Regions from separate parts of the Mus musculus genome. Here region 1 is linked to region 2. The links are chromatin contacts, called in public HiCAR-type maps. All regions are on one chromosome and are shown on one strand. The core of a region is the stretch at or near the end of the contact, and the rest is flanking DNA. Distances in the headings are between cores, read along the strand shown. Region 1 has its middle 40 kb from the start of Gm25609. Region 2 has its middle 55 kb from the start of Zfp281.

Region 1 (7,058 bases), core at 3,611-6,110, 600 kb before region 2:
AACACTCGTCAGCCACCAGGTTATCACAGTCATTTTCCCATTGTGCTCCCTGTATGTAGATACACCTTGTAAGAAGTCTCCACATGTCTCCTCGCAACTGCTCGCCATCTCACTGGGAGAAGAGCTCTTTCTGTGCCCTGAGCTGGCGCTCTAACCCTTCTGGCTCTCTAAGGCATCTCTGCTTTGTCTATTTCTGCTCTTCCTCAGATGCCCCACACACATTGACACTTCAAGATGCACACAGTAGGCATCCTGCTGCACGGAACTCCTGTCCTAGCTTCTGGCAAGTCTCTGAAATCTTATCTCTGGGGTCTTACAGAAAATAGCAGTGAGCAGGGTGCGGTGCGGTGGTGCTGTGATCCTGGCAGTTGGCAGGAGGGTCAGAAGTTGAAGGTTGGCCTCAGCTACATAGTTTGAGGGTGGCCCAGACTATGAAATTCTGTTTCCAACTTAAATAAATAAGTAGACAAATAAATACCAGCTTGTCCTAGCTTCACAGTGATACCTTCAACAAAAAAAGTGGTTTAAGAGAGAAGTTTGGTGGACAGTTTCTGAGTTTGGTCCTTCATTGCAGAGAAGCCCAAAGCACAGGAACCTAAGCAGCAGGTCCCATCACATCATCCCAAGAGCAGAGAGAAATGCATGCATGCATGCATGCTTGCTTGGGCATAGCTATCTCTCTCCACACTTACACAGTCTAGGATTGGCGAAAGCCCTGGCCCAACAGAATGGGGCTTCTCACATCTATTAACCCCTAATCCAGACAGTGCTCCACAGGCATGCCCACAGGACACCCTGATATACACAAATCCTCTCCTCCTGTGTAATTCTAACTGCATCATAGTGATAATTAACAGTAAGCATCGTTAAGCATCACACAGCTCCAGAGACAGACAGACAGACGACAGGCAGACAGACAGACGAGAGCTGACTCTTCCTCTGTGATGTACTCTGTTTTACTCTATATCACCACACAGGTCCATGTAGGTATGTGTGTGAACATATTGACACCTATATCCATAACTTGCTTAGCTACCACCTGTCCCGCGCCACTAGAACACAAGCTTCATATGGTCTGGCACTGGGTCTGCTCTTAATTACTGCTGTCTCCGTAGCTCTTCCTATGATGTAGCACACTATGTAGGCTACATCAAAACATGTTTGTTAGAAGAGTGAATATGCTAGTCTGCCCCTTGATGAGATAACCCAGGTTCCTTCTGCCTCCGACCCCTCACATCCAGAGTCCCAGGCATTCTGAGAGCAGATTACAAGTCCCCTTCATCTCATCCTTCATGCTCTTTGTATCCCACATGCCCAGAGAAGCTTCTGGTAAACCTAGCCAGTTTCTTTTTTAAAGGCAGAAAAACAGGTTTTACTGAGGCTTTTACAGTGTTGAGACAGAACAATACAGAAATAGGCAGGCTATTTTGTGCTTTCCCTAATCACGGTCTCTCTATTTTACCTTCTGTTCCAATGTTAAGATAACCAAGTCATTCACACAAGAAAACTAATCTGAAGGAAGTTACTCGCTCTGCTGCAGCGCCAAGTCCACCTATCACCTTGCCACATTGGACGTGGGTCTCCAAGGGACCAGAAGTAGTGTTCCTATGAGCACAGACACCTTCTGAGATCGGCAGCTCAGCTGTCCATAAATAATTTCTTGTTTTTCCTTATAGACTTCTGCAGTAAGTCTTTTCATCGTAATGCCCTGGAAAACCTGCATGGATGGGGAATTCTCCAGAGGCAAATGGGAGAAGACAGATTCCCAGCATGCCTTTGGTGTGTACATGAGCAGGACCCTTCCTTATCTCAGACCGCTCTAGTCACTGTGTGCTCTCATCTCTACACTGCAGCCTTGCTGTCTTCGCTGACCTGACCTTAACTTTTAAAAAACAGACTGGTTTTGTCTCTTTTCTTATCATTATACATAATACTTACTCGAATGCTTTTTTCCCCCCAGAGATGCTTAGCAATTAATTCTAAAAGGTTTTGCTTCACAGAATAAAACACTTTTTAATCTTTGGTGAGGTTTCCTCACTCACAAAGCCATGGCAAGGTGCTTTCTGGTGTTTTCTTTCTTCCTTCTACATTTCTGTTTCCTAACGTCTCGCTCACCGGCGGACTTGCCCTCCCTTGCCTGCCGAGCAGCCAGCGGCCCTCCATGGCACCCGAGATTTACTGAAGAGGCTCCCATTTGTCAGCTTTATCGTTCGTCCCATGGAGTGCCATTTGCAGTTATGTTTCCTTTCAAGGCCCGACACAGCACTTGGCATTGGAAATGCAAGATGAATAAATGAAATGTAAATCTAAGGAGAATTACCTTTGAATGGCATATGGCGCCTCTTCCCTCAAGGAGTTCAGAGCTGCCTGCTCATTCACAAATCCAGAGACCCTAAACTGCATTATTCATAGACTCACCCACGACATAACGTTGTTATAAATTTAACATTTATATAGAGAGTGGCTACTGGAACCTCGGTGGCGCCTATGCACTTTATCTAAAGTCCAAAACTAGAGGGAATTTTAGTTGTTTTAATTTTTTTGCAGGGGAGGGGGTGAAAACTGCAGATCTTTGGAGCAGAGAGCATCCGGATTTTTATAAGGTCACCTAGTCAGCCAGTTCGGATTTTATTTGTTGAATCCAGCGTTTAACAGGAATGAACCAAACTCTAAAATGTCTAAAATATCCCTGAAGACATCTTTCTTGGTCATGGTCTGTGTATTAATAAGTAATTTCTATGGAATTTCAAGAGGGAAAATGATTTCATGTCAACAACTTATACACCCACGTAAAGGAGCCCACAGAGATGCCCTTCTGGTGTTCTGTGAGATAACCTCTGTTCGGCACACATACACAGTGCTTTGCTGCTGTTTGTCAGAGTGCAAACTTTGCAAGGCTCACTGTCTCCCTGTTAACCCTTCTTCTCAGAACGTTCCATTTGGGGAGGAAAAGGATGAAGCATTGACATAAAGGACTCCAGGAGGCAGCTCACTACATAGCTCTGTCCACCTAGACCGGCTCCCATGCAAAGGAGAAAGACCATTCCTCATCCCCTCCTTACGATTTATATAATTCAAACTTACCTTGGGATGGGCCAGAGTAAAGAGGGTGTGTCAGTGACCCAGGGGCACAAAATTGAACTCAGACACTTGGCTCAGAGGACTACACCTTTGCAGGTCTGCTACTGCCTAAAGGTGAATCAGGGGGAGAGTCCATTTTGCTGCAAAATGAATGCCACCTCTAACTCTTCGCCAGAAGGAGTAGACCTCAGGATGGAGAGAAGACTTGGAGGCCTGAAGTACCTGCTGCCCTTGCAAAGGACTCCAGAGTTTATAGTTTTGTTCCCAGCACACACATGGCGGCTCTCAAGAGCCTGTAACTCCAGGTCCAGGGACTGACTCCAAACCCCCTCTTCTGAACTCTGCTGACTCCTGCTCACACACGGTACCTATGCATACACTCAGGCGCAGACACAGTAAACAAACAAACTCACAAAAAGAATCGTCCCAGGCCGGACGCTCTCAGCAGTTCCCAGCAGTGAACTAGTTGGAACTCAGTGACGTATTTCTGCTTCTTGGCTGCAATTCTGTTTTTACTTAAGTAAGATGGTGTTGATTTCACATTTGTAATAATGGCTATAGTCTGAAGATGTTCCCCACCCCACCCCCACCCCCCAATCCATATGTTAGTCTCAATTCTTCCATGTGGCAGCGTTATAAAGCAAGCCCTAGTGGGCAGTATTTTGGTCACGGACAGCTTAAATACCTCTGGGATATAAATGCCTACTTGTCCTCACAAGGCTGGATTTATTACCTCAAGAGCAGGTTGTTTTAAAACAGTAGTTCCCAACCTGTGGGTTGAGGCTCCTTTTGGGGGGGGGGAGTTTATCGAACAACCCTTCTATGGGGGTCACATATCCGATATCCTGCATATCAGATATTTATAGAACTATTCTTAACAGCAAAATTACAGTTCTGAAGTAGCAACAAAGATAATTTTATGGTTGGGGGTCACCACACCTGAAGAAATGTACTAAAGGGTCCTTCTTATGCTTAGGGAGGTTGGGAGCCACTGTGTTAAAGGGGAGCTTGCCCCTGTGCCCTGTTTCCTTCCCTTCCCTGAATTGAAATAGCAGGAAGCCTTCGACAGCACCAGACTTTTAAGCTTTCCAGACTCCAAAATCATGAGCCAAACTAAACTCCGTTCTTTATAAATTACCCACTCTTTAACTACCAGTATAGCAACAGATAGTGTAACGAGATTATAGTAAGGCAAGGTTTCTGTTTTACTACTGAAAGTGTAGTAAACTCACAAAATTAACTTAAAATAAATTTAAACAGGCAATACATAATAAACAGAAGTGCTAAAAGGGTATGAGAATAGTTAAATGGCAATGCTGTGTATTAGTTTTTGTCAAAATAATCTTTTTCTTAGAGTGGAAAAAAATACCCTTTGAGGTTTCCCAAATTTTCCTGATAACCTGAAGTGTAGTCTGCATGTAGTGCACAGTCCTTTTTAAGGAAAACAAAGGTATCAGCCACATAGCCATGAAAATGAAAAGGATGCTCTGGCTGTGTTTGGCAATGTGGCAAGGCATGGTGCGAGTAACCGCCCATCCCAGGAGCAGTCACAATGAGAGCAATCACCTCTGGTCCTGGGGAGTGAGGTGCCTCCCCTACTGGAAAACAGCAATCATGGGATAGACCCAGAAGGCTGAGCAAAGACTTGAAGATAAAATGCCAATCATTGGGTAAAGGAAAGAATAGCCACACCCACACAGCTTCTAACGTCCATCTCCTACCTCTCAGGCATCTCTGCACACCCTAGTCGCTCAGCAACTCACTCCATGTTAGCTAGCATTCATTGCATACAGAGACCAGGAAACCCTGTTGGTTGGCCTTGTCCACTAAACCCCACCCTCTTGGGGGATGCAAAGGTGAATGAAATTGATACCCCCAAGCCGCTCCACCCCAATCCCGCTGTGTTCCTTTTGTGTCCCTTTGTTCTTTCACTCTCTTCAGAAGCATTCTACAACTCAATAACAAAACTGCAGCCCCTCTACGCCACCCCTACAGAAATTCCACAAAATTACCATCAATATCACTTCAGGGTCCAGAAAGATTTGATGCAAATTCACCTAGGCAACTAGAGCCGGAAATGAGACAGAGATTGATGAGGTTTTGGAGACAATGAAGTGAGCCTGCTCAAGGTCTAAAGTTTAGAGGCAAAGACCAGAACTTGTTAAGTGGGACGCGGCACTGATGGGAAGAGAGCAAGAACAGAATTTTAAGCATGTCAGAAGGTTCTGTGAGACCCCCTAGATATCATTTAGTCTTTTTCTTACCTGGGACTGTTTTTAGAATAAAATTTGACCACCTGGGGTTGTTTGAGTGAGCTCTGCATTGCAACATATACACACATACATACTGGCAACTAATTGGAAGCGTTATTTCAGAACTCTTTAAAATTCTTTCCAAAATTAATGAGAGCGTATAGTACACAAATATGCTCGGAGGGAGGTGAGAGGTACCGGGAGACATCTGAGATCACATACGAACGCAGGTGGAAAACAAGTCCACGACATGCATAAAAAATGCTGGTGGGGGTACAGCGCTGAGAACCCCTCAGAGGCGCTTCATAGCCCAGGCCAACATTTTAACATTTTGCCACACACCTCCAGCTTCTGTTGTGATACTTATCCAAGTCCTTGTGCCTAAATAAAAAGTCCATTTTATTTCCTCTTTACTTATATATATCATATATATATAAAATAACCTTGCCCTTTTTTGAAAGGGAAGTGCCTTTTTTAGTGGGGTGGGGACTGTCATTGAGGTTTTGATAAATCTTCACATCTGAAACAGATGCCTTCAGCAATGTGCCAGTACCCACAACTACCTCAGAGTTGCCAATGAGCTTTATGGATGGGATGCAGGATAGGAGGGCAAGGAGGCCTTGAACTCATTCAATGTTTTATGAGTGGTTCCCATTTCCAGAAATATATATATATATATATATATATATATATATATAAATTTGTTTTCCAGATCCCCCATTCTCTCTCTACACATGTCCGTGATGAAAGAGGCATGTATTCTTTTATCTTACTTATCCAGATCTGTGTCACACAGATGATAGAGAAAACAGAAGACAATTTGTAACATTTCATGCACTGCTTCCAATATTAAGTTACATTATAAAGCAGATTTATGCTTTGATCCGAAACCATCCAAAGCAAACGCAACTGCAGAATTAATATGCCAGGGCAACCCTAAACACGAGGTGTGTGAATGTAGCAAAGCAGCCAGCCTTCCCTGCTCCTAGGGCTTGATGGTTTATTTTTCAACGACAATAAAGGATCTGCTTCTGTTGCTTTCAGCTCCCTCTTACTCCACTGCAGTACACAGAAATGTCCACAGCTCCAGTACCCAGCAAAGATGGAAAAGAGGGACAGTTAACGAAGCCCCCAGAAGGAAGCAAGATTATGGAGTCTAGCAGACTCTGACAGCAATGACAGAGAGGATGGCTTTAACGATGTAACTATGGCTTTGGACCCAAGCCATAAAACAGGAAAGGAAACTCATCTCCAGCAACTTAGAACACACAGTCTGCTTTTAAAATGCATGGTCAAGTTCTTTCACAGTCTTTAAGGAGCTGCGGACTCGGTGCTTTCGTGACTAATATATGGTTTGTGTAATTAAAATTGCTTTTTGAAAGCTCTTTGAATCTCAGAGCACATAGAAACATCCTTTACTGAGGCCTGAATCGGAGCAATCAGGTAGAATAAGGCTGCACCTGAGCTCATAGATCATTTTGTTTTATGATTTACCTAATTCATCATAATATTTACACTACTACTTGCTCCCAAACAGTATCGATCAGTGCTTTCCCAACACAGGTTATCCAGGTCTGGATCGAACCTGTCTCTGCCAGTAACGGTTTCTCTGGGAAACGGTTTTATTTAAAATGGTTCATAGGCCATCTAGTTATTTGTTCATTGTTAGGCATGGTGGGAGAGACTACAATGGAAAAGCAGTCTCAGCTGGCTGCTGGAAGCAAG
Region 2 (6,993 bases), core at 1,383-3,882:
AGACCTGACACCCTCTTCTGGTTCGTCTGAAGACAGCTACAGTGTACTTATGAATAATAATAAACAAATCTTTAAAAAATATTAAAAAAAAAAACCAGACAGCCAGACAAAACCAAACCCCTTATCTCCTACCCCAGCCCTATCTTGGTCCAGCTCCATGAGGCCGGAGGTAACAAGGCACAGAGAATACAAAGCCCATCCCTGCCACTATCATCCCTGCTCTCTAGACCTAGGTCCCCGCCCCCAGCTGCAAGAGTCAGAGATGCCTCTGGTGCCATCGGATTCTCTGGACTTGAAATGTAAATGCAAGTGAAGCCAGCAGTACTGGCATGGAGGTGGCTTAGCTTAGCATGAAATTACCTTTTGGTCACAATGCCTAGCAAGATGTCACAATGTGTGCACATCCATGCGTGCATCTTCAGTATGTGGACATGAGGCTAACCCAAAGGCTGAGACAGGAGTCCATTTATGTCATCTTCTTAATTCAAGGGAAGTGTGGTGTGTGTGTGTGTGTGTGTGTGTGTGTGGTGTGTGTGTGGTGTGTGTGTGTGGTGTGTGTGTGTGTGTGTGTGTGTGTGGTGTGTGTGTGGTGTGTGTGTGTGTGTGTGTGTGTGTGGAGAGTGCAGAGCTGGCCAGGAAAACAACCAGTAAATCTCAGTCATCTTCTCATTGGCTTCTTTTGAATATTTTCTTAATGTACAACAGAGTTTTCACTGCAAAATGCAATCAACTGACTTACTTCACATATTTTACAATATTTTCTACTTCAAAACAGTCTCTATTAAATTTACAAAGTTAGGGGCTGGTGAAATGGCTCAGTGGGTAAGAGCACCCGACTGCTCTTCTGAAGGTCCGAAGTTCAAATCCCAGCAACCACATGGTGGCTCACAACCATCTGTAACATGATCTGACGCCCTCTTCTGGAGCTACAGTGTACTTACATATAATAAATAAATAAATCTTTAATAAATAAATAAATAAATAAATAAATAAAATTACAAAGTTAGGAGCTGGCAAGATGGTTTAGTGAACCTATGTTCAATTCCTATAACATTTTTCTTTTTGTGGAGGATGGTTTGGGGTCGCCCATCCCCCCTCCCATTGTCTCACTATGCAGCTTTTTATTTTTTGTTGTTTTTGGTTTTTTTTTTCCCCCAAATGGGATAAACAAAAGAGTCCTGCAACTTAACAATGGGGATAAATACTAAGAATTGTGCTGTCGGGCAATTTCATCATTATGTCACAGTCTGCATAAACTAGGATAGCTGCTATATCACTAAGAGTGTAATATTGTGAGACTACCTTCTTATAGGGACCAAAGTCATCCTTATGAGATGCATGACAGTAACAGGCTTAAGTCTGGCTATTCCAGCTGGGGCAGAGCCGGACATCCTGCGGAGGTCCAGTGAAGCGGTTGGTCACAAAAGCACACGCTCTCTTTAGCACCTGGACAGCAGGTGTCAGCTCTAAGTGAGAAGCCCGGGATCTCCCGGCTTCATCTGTTTGGAACTGGACGGGCAAGATAGTCTTGTTAGACCCTGAGAAGGATGCTGCACGCGAGGGTCCCTGAGACAGGACAGGGACCCTAGTTTTTTTTTTTTTTTTTTTTTTTTGGGTTTTTCGAGACAGGGTTTCTCTGTGCAGCCCTGGCTGTCCTGGAACTCACTCTGTAGACCAGGCTGGCCTCGAACTCAGAAATCCGCCTGCCTCTGCCTCCCAAGTGCTGGGATTAAAGGCGTGCGCCACCATGCCCGGCAGGACCTTAGTTCTAACAAGCATTTTGGGGGGCTGCCTACAAGCCACGGCCTCTGGACCAACTATGCACACCGAACCCATCCCCCATTCTCTCCCCTTCTCCACCCTGGGTATCTGCACAATTGCCTCCCGCTTCTTCCCTTGTCCTCAGCAAACACACACACCTGCTCTCTCTCAGTCTGCTCCTCTGCCCCAATGTTCGTGGGTTCTGAGCCACACCACAAGATAGAGCCGGTACCGAGAAACTACAAACGTAGGCTTTGGGATAGGTTTCTTATCCTGTTTCACCTGGCTTCCAAGGGCAATCAAGCTTATGGTTTCCCTGTGTGTGAAGGTGAAATACTAAGTACCAAAAACTCACAATAGGCCGGGTGTGGGGGAACACGTCTGTAATTCCAGAATGGAAACAAAGTGAAAAGTCCTTCTCCATTATGAGCTCCATTGGAAGTCTTCATAGTCCAAAACCTTTACACTAAGGATACACTGTTTTTCATAATCACAAGGGAAAAAGTGGTACAATACTGACGTTTTTCCAGCCCAGGAAAAATAGAAATCACTGTGGCTCATTCTCTAGGAGTGACTGTTTCTTCCTTATTTTGTGTATTTCCAAGTAACCTAGTGTGAGGATTGGTTTCTAAAGAAAAACGAAACAGAAGCACCGAGGCCAAGCAGAAGCAGTTTTTGAGTGACGAGGAGCAATTTCAGAGCACCAAGCGGAAGAAATGCCAGAGGAGAAAGCATCTGGAAAGGGATGCGGAGGGAGATAAGAAACTGACTGAAGCCAAGCCTCTAAATCCAACCTCACCATCTCTGAGCGGGTGACCCACCCAAGACACCAGGGCGGTTTTCTGAGCCCCGGCGATTGTGGGTTACAAGGCAAAGCCTTCTATCATGTACAGGGCGAGATAAACAAAACAAAGGCCGCTTTAGCCTGAACTCCGACTACCTTTGTCCTTCCCCGGGGATCTTGCTAGTTAGACCCGCCACTGGGCCTGGGGTGGGGGAGGGGAATGTCATGGCGTCGTCCAAAGAAGATGGGGGCTACCGGTGGGTGGTTGCCACTTTTCATATGATTTCCACTTTTTATTTTCTTATAAAAAAATACTGTGGATTTACTGCTGAGCCTGTGTACGGCACCTCTCTAAAGAGAAAATTACTTCTGGAGGATCTGCTTGCACAAGCGTAAACTTCGTGCGCCTCTCTGCACCGCAAGAAACACATCAGACTCCATATGCTGATTCGGCTCTTTTGGGTTACCTGCTCGGAGAACTCGGGCGGGCGCTTGTTTCTAGCATGTCCTGTTCCTCCAATTTTTTGCTCATTCATATAACTAAGTGTGCTACCAAGGAATTCCTAAGTGCATTTGCCTTTACTAGATGCCAGGAAGGTAGCAGGGATGGCGGGTAAAGGGTCTTTGCATTTGAAAGATTTACAATCCCATGCAGGGCACAGCAGAGAAAAACAGCAACTGGTCCTCTGGGGCGGGGTGGGAAGAGGGCGGGGGTGGGGGCGGGGGACCACTCCAAATGGAGCGAACAGCAAGTGCAAAGGCCCAGGGGAGGCAAAGATCAACAAAGCTGGACGACTGCAGAGTCCGACTCCAGAGTCCGGGAGGGCAAAGTCTGTGGGGCTGGAGGAACTTGAATTATGCTGAGTGTGGCAAGACGCCATTTAGATCTTTGAGCCAGGAATGATGGATTGGGGAACTCTTTTTTGGTTTTCTTTTGTCGTGGCAGGGTCTCATTATGAAGACTACCCTGGCCTTGAACTCAGGGCGCTCTGCCCGCCTCTGCAGGGTTTAAAGGGGTGCATTTGGCTTATTTTATTTTATTCTTAACTCTTTTTATTGAGTAGGCTCAGAGAAACACAGACGGCAGTTAGCAAGCTAAAGGCAGTCACCGGGACACATAAAGGTCACTGAAGTACAAGGAAGCCGGAAGTCCCAGAGCCCCATGATCTGGTCCGAATAATTAGCAAGCACTGAAAAAGATGGGTCAGTTCTCTGATGACTCGTGGCCAGATTCAGAGCACTCACTTCTAGAGTCAACCTCAAATCTGAGACCAGGGAATTTTTTGTAAGCTTAAGGATCCCAAGAGGCCCCGTTGCCTTTAGACTTCACTCAGTTCCGCTTGAGACTGACTGTTCAACCTAGAAATTTTCACAGAACCCAGTAGCTGGGCTCCGTGGCCTAAAATAGTGTGGCTTCTGGATGAGGGCTCCAAAGAGACAGGTTCCGATCTCTTATTTACTAGAACACTTCATTTTGCTTGCTCTGCCTTAGAGTTCGAGCAGCCGTGCTTGTGTGCACGTGCGCATGCGCATGCGCAAGCTTCCTAACTCACTTTTAAAATCCGCTCTCAGGCTCTGCCTCAGAGGAAACCCATGAGAATAACACTGACCATTTCTAAAACTCCCAGATGAGGGGTAACCGTTACCTTCCTGGACAAGTGTATTTGCCTAACATGCAGAGCATTGTGGGTTCAATGCTCAAACCACAGCCACAAGCTCCCAGGTGATGCCCACTTTCATCAGATATTCCACTACACATGAAGTGAGTTGTTTTCCGGGCTACTTTGCAGCATGGGCTACAGCTGATGACACAATGTCTCTCCTACACACAGACCGGATGCACTCCACCCCACTACCTTTATAGCACTTGAGAGAAACACTCAGAAAACTTTTACTACAAACACATTAGCAATGTTTGGGTGTGAGACTGGACAGCCTCTCAGAGAGCTCACCTGTTCCTACCTCAGAAGCACATAGTTTCATTCTGTCTCCCCTGTTTCTCCTCTCCTTGTTCTGGGTTCTCCCTGACAACTATTTTTGAGATGGTGGGCAAATTATCCATCTCGTGGAGTCCAGGAGGTCTGTCGAGAAACTTGTTGGAAAGCTATAGCACCTATAAAATGCCTTTCTTTACTGCAAAAATGTTTGCTTTAGTGTGCAGTTATATATGTATATGAATACACACACTCACACATGTATAAATGTATACATACATATAACTGCAGTGCTGAAGCATATATATATTATATATATACACATATACATATATATACATATATATATATATATGCTAGAGAGATGGCTCAGTCAGTAAATCACTCGTCACTGAGAGCCAGAGTTTGATCCCAGGATCCACATGATAGAAAGAAAGAACAGACTCCCAAAGGTTGCCTTTTGACTTGCACACATGTGCCATGGCTCACAGAAGTTGCACACACACATAAATAAATGTAATTTTAAAAAGTAGAAAGTGCGCCTGTTCTCCAAAGGTGAAACAGTGAGTTAATGATACGGTCTATCCACTCCCAATATATACCCAAGAAATTAAAATATATATTCAGACATGGAATCCAATGTACATGGTGGCATTATTTATAGTAGTCCAAAGCAGAAACGGTCCAAATGTCCGTCAACAAAAATGAATAAACACAATGTGATATAGCCATCCAAATTGAATATTACTCATTCATAAATAAGAACGATGTATGCTACAACATGGGAAGTTCTGGAAAACATTATGCCTGGTGAGTCAATCACAATGGAATGTGGCCACTAATTGAGAAGTTTCTTTTAGAGCAGCAGTTCTCAACCTTCCTAATGCTGTGACCATTTTTAATACAGTTCCTCATGTCATGGTGAGCCCCCCAACCATACAATGATCTCGCTGCTACTTCCTGTGATTTTGCTACTGTTATGAATTGTAATGCAAATATCTGATAGGCAGGATATCTGGTACTGGATCCTAAAGAGTCCACGACCCACAGGTTGAGAACCACTGTTTTAGCGTGATAATTTTTCTAACTCAGGCACAAGGAAGAAGGGTCACAAGATCAAGGGTAGCCTAGCCACACAGCCAAGCCCTGTTTCCAAAACCATTAATTAAAATGCACTAGATAGTAAATTATATTCCTCACGGATTTGACAAAATTCAAGACAAGATACAATGTAAGTGGGAAAAACTTATCTTGGCTCACAGTTTAAGGCATCATGATGGGGAAGTTACAATGACCGAAGCTTACCTCGCATTCTCGTTACATTCAGTCAAAGACCCAAACTCATGCAATGATGCCAAGCGCAAGTAAGGTGGGTCTTCCCACTTCAGTTAGTTTAATCTAGATAATCACAACACCCAGAGCTTGTCTCCTTGGTGACCCTAGATCTTGTCAGTTGACAATCAAGATAAAACATCCCAGATATTATGACTTTGGCAGGGGGGGGGTGGTAATTTTTTTTGAGACAGGTTTCTTAATGTAACCCTGGCTATCCTGGAACTCACTCTGTAGATCAGGCTGGTCTCAAACTTAGAGATCCGCCTGCCTATGCCTCCCAAGTGCTGGGATTAAAGTCGTATGGTGCTCCCACCCCCTACCCCCCTAGGTATTATGACCTATTTTTTAGACTTCAATGATCCTAAAGCTGTTAAACAGAAAATCTGCACATTGACTGGAAAAAACTGGTATCTGAAACCATCGCATTAAGAAAGTGCTTTAGTTAGTTTCTATTGCTGTGAAGAGACACCATGACCATGGCAACTCTTATAAAGGAAAACATTTAGTTGGGGCTGGCCTACCGTTTCAGAGGTTCAGTCCATTATCATCATGGCAGGAAGCATGGCAGCATGCAGGCAGACCTGGTGCTGGAGAAGGAGCTGAGGGTTCAACAACCTGATCCACAGGCAGCAGGAGGTGACTGAGATGCTAGGCCTACTTTGAGCATCTAAGACCTCAAAGCCCGCCCCAGCAGTGACATACTTCCTCCTAATAGTGCCACTCCCTATGGGGTAAGCATTCAAACACCATAACTATTCAAACCACCACAGAAGGCTCAAGGGCGAACTTCGGAGTCCCTACAATGGCGCGTTGTCTGGAATACTTACAGCCATTATAGTCAGCAGGAAACAGGGAAATGAGCCATCTCTGCCAAGGGTATGCCCCTTCACTTTGGAGTATGCAGGAACTTCTCTATGTACTGCTAGGAAGGATTAAGGATTATATATTATTTCACACCTTTCTCTCCTCCCATTTAATTTAAAAGAGTTCTCTGAGCAGATCTCAGTAATTCTTCTAACTTCTAGGCGCCTGAGGAACTTCTAGTACTTTTTAGTGGAGGGAAGCAAGTTTTAACTGATCGGTTGGATTTGTTTTGCTTTGTTTTTGAGATGGGTCTCATGTGTCCCAGGCTAGCCTCCAACTCACTGAGTAGCCGAGGACCTTAAATTCTGTTTCAGG

What was found. HiCAR-type assays count read pairs that join an accessible place to other places.
Region 1: a contact with region 2 is called in a HiCAR-type map of embryonic stem cells, with 4 times the contacts expected there. The contact joins two enhancer-like sites. A contact is called at or near these places in 1 of 15 datasets of contacts at CTCF or cohesin (large pre-B cells), 1 of 484 Hi-C or Micro-C datasets (embryonic stem cells), 4 of 115 datasets of contacts at active chromatin or transcription factors (embryonic basal ganglia and embryonic stem cells) and 1 of 9 other capture datasets (embryonic stem cells).

Annotation. Positions count from the first base shown.
Region 1 is chr1:137,172,138-137,179,195 of GRCm38.p6, reverse strand. No RefSeq gene overlaps it. Among named protein-coding and RNA genes, the nearest start is that of Gm25609, 40 kb to the left of the region's middle. Within about 2 kb of position 4,860, at least 6 of the 459 cell types and tissues checked have an H3K27ac peak or open chromatin away from gene starts, as enhancers often do. A contact at or near this core is called in embryonic stem cells, where this site is marked.
Region 2 is chr1:136,566,145-136,573,137 of GRCm38.p6, reverse strand. No RefSeq gene overlaps it. Among named protein-coding and RNA genes, the nearest start is that of Zfp281, 55 kb to the left of the region's middle. Within about 2 kb of position 2,632, at least 32 of the 459 cell types and tissues checked have an H3K27ac peak or open chromatin away from gene starts, as enhancers often do. A contact at or near this core is called in embryonic stem cells, where this site is marked.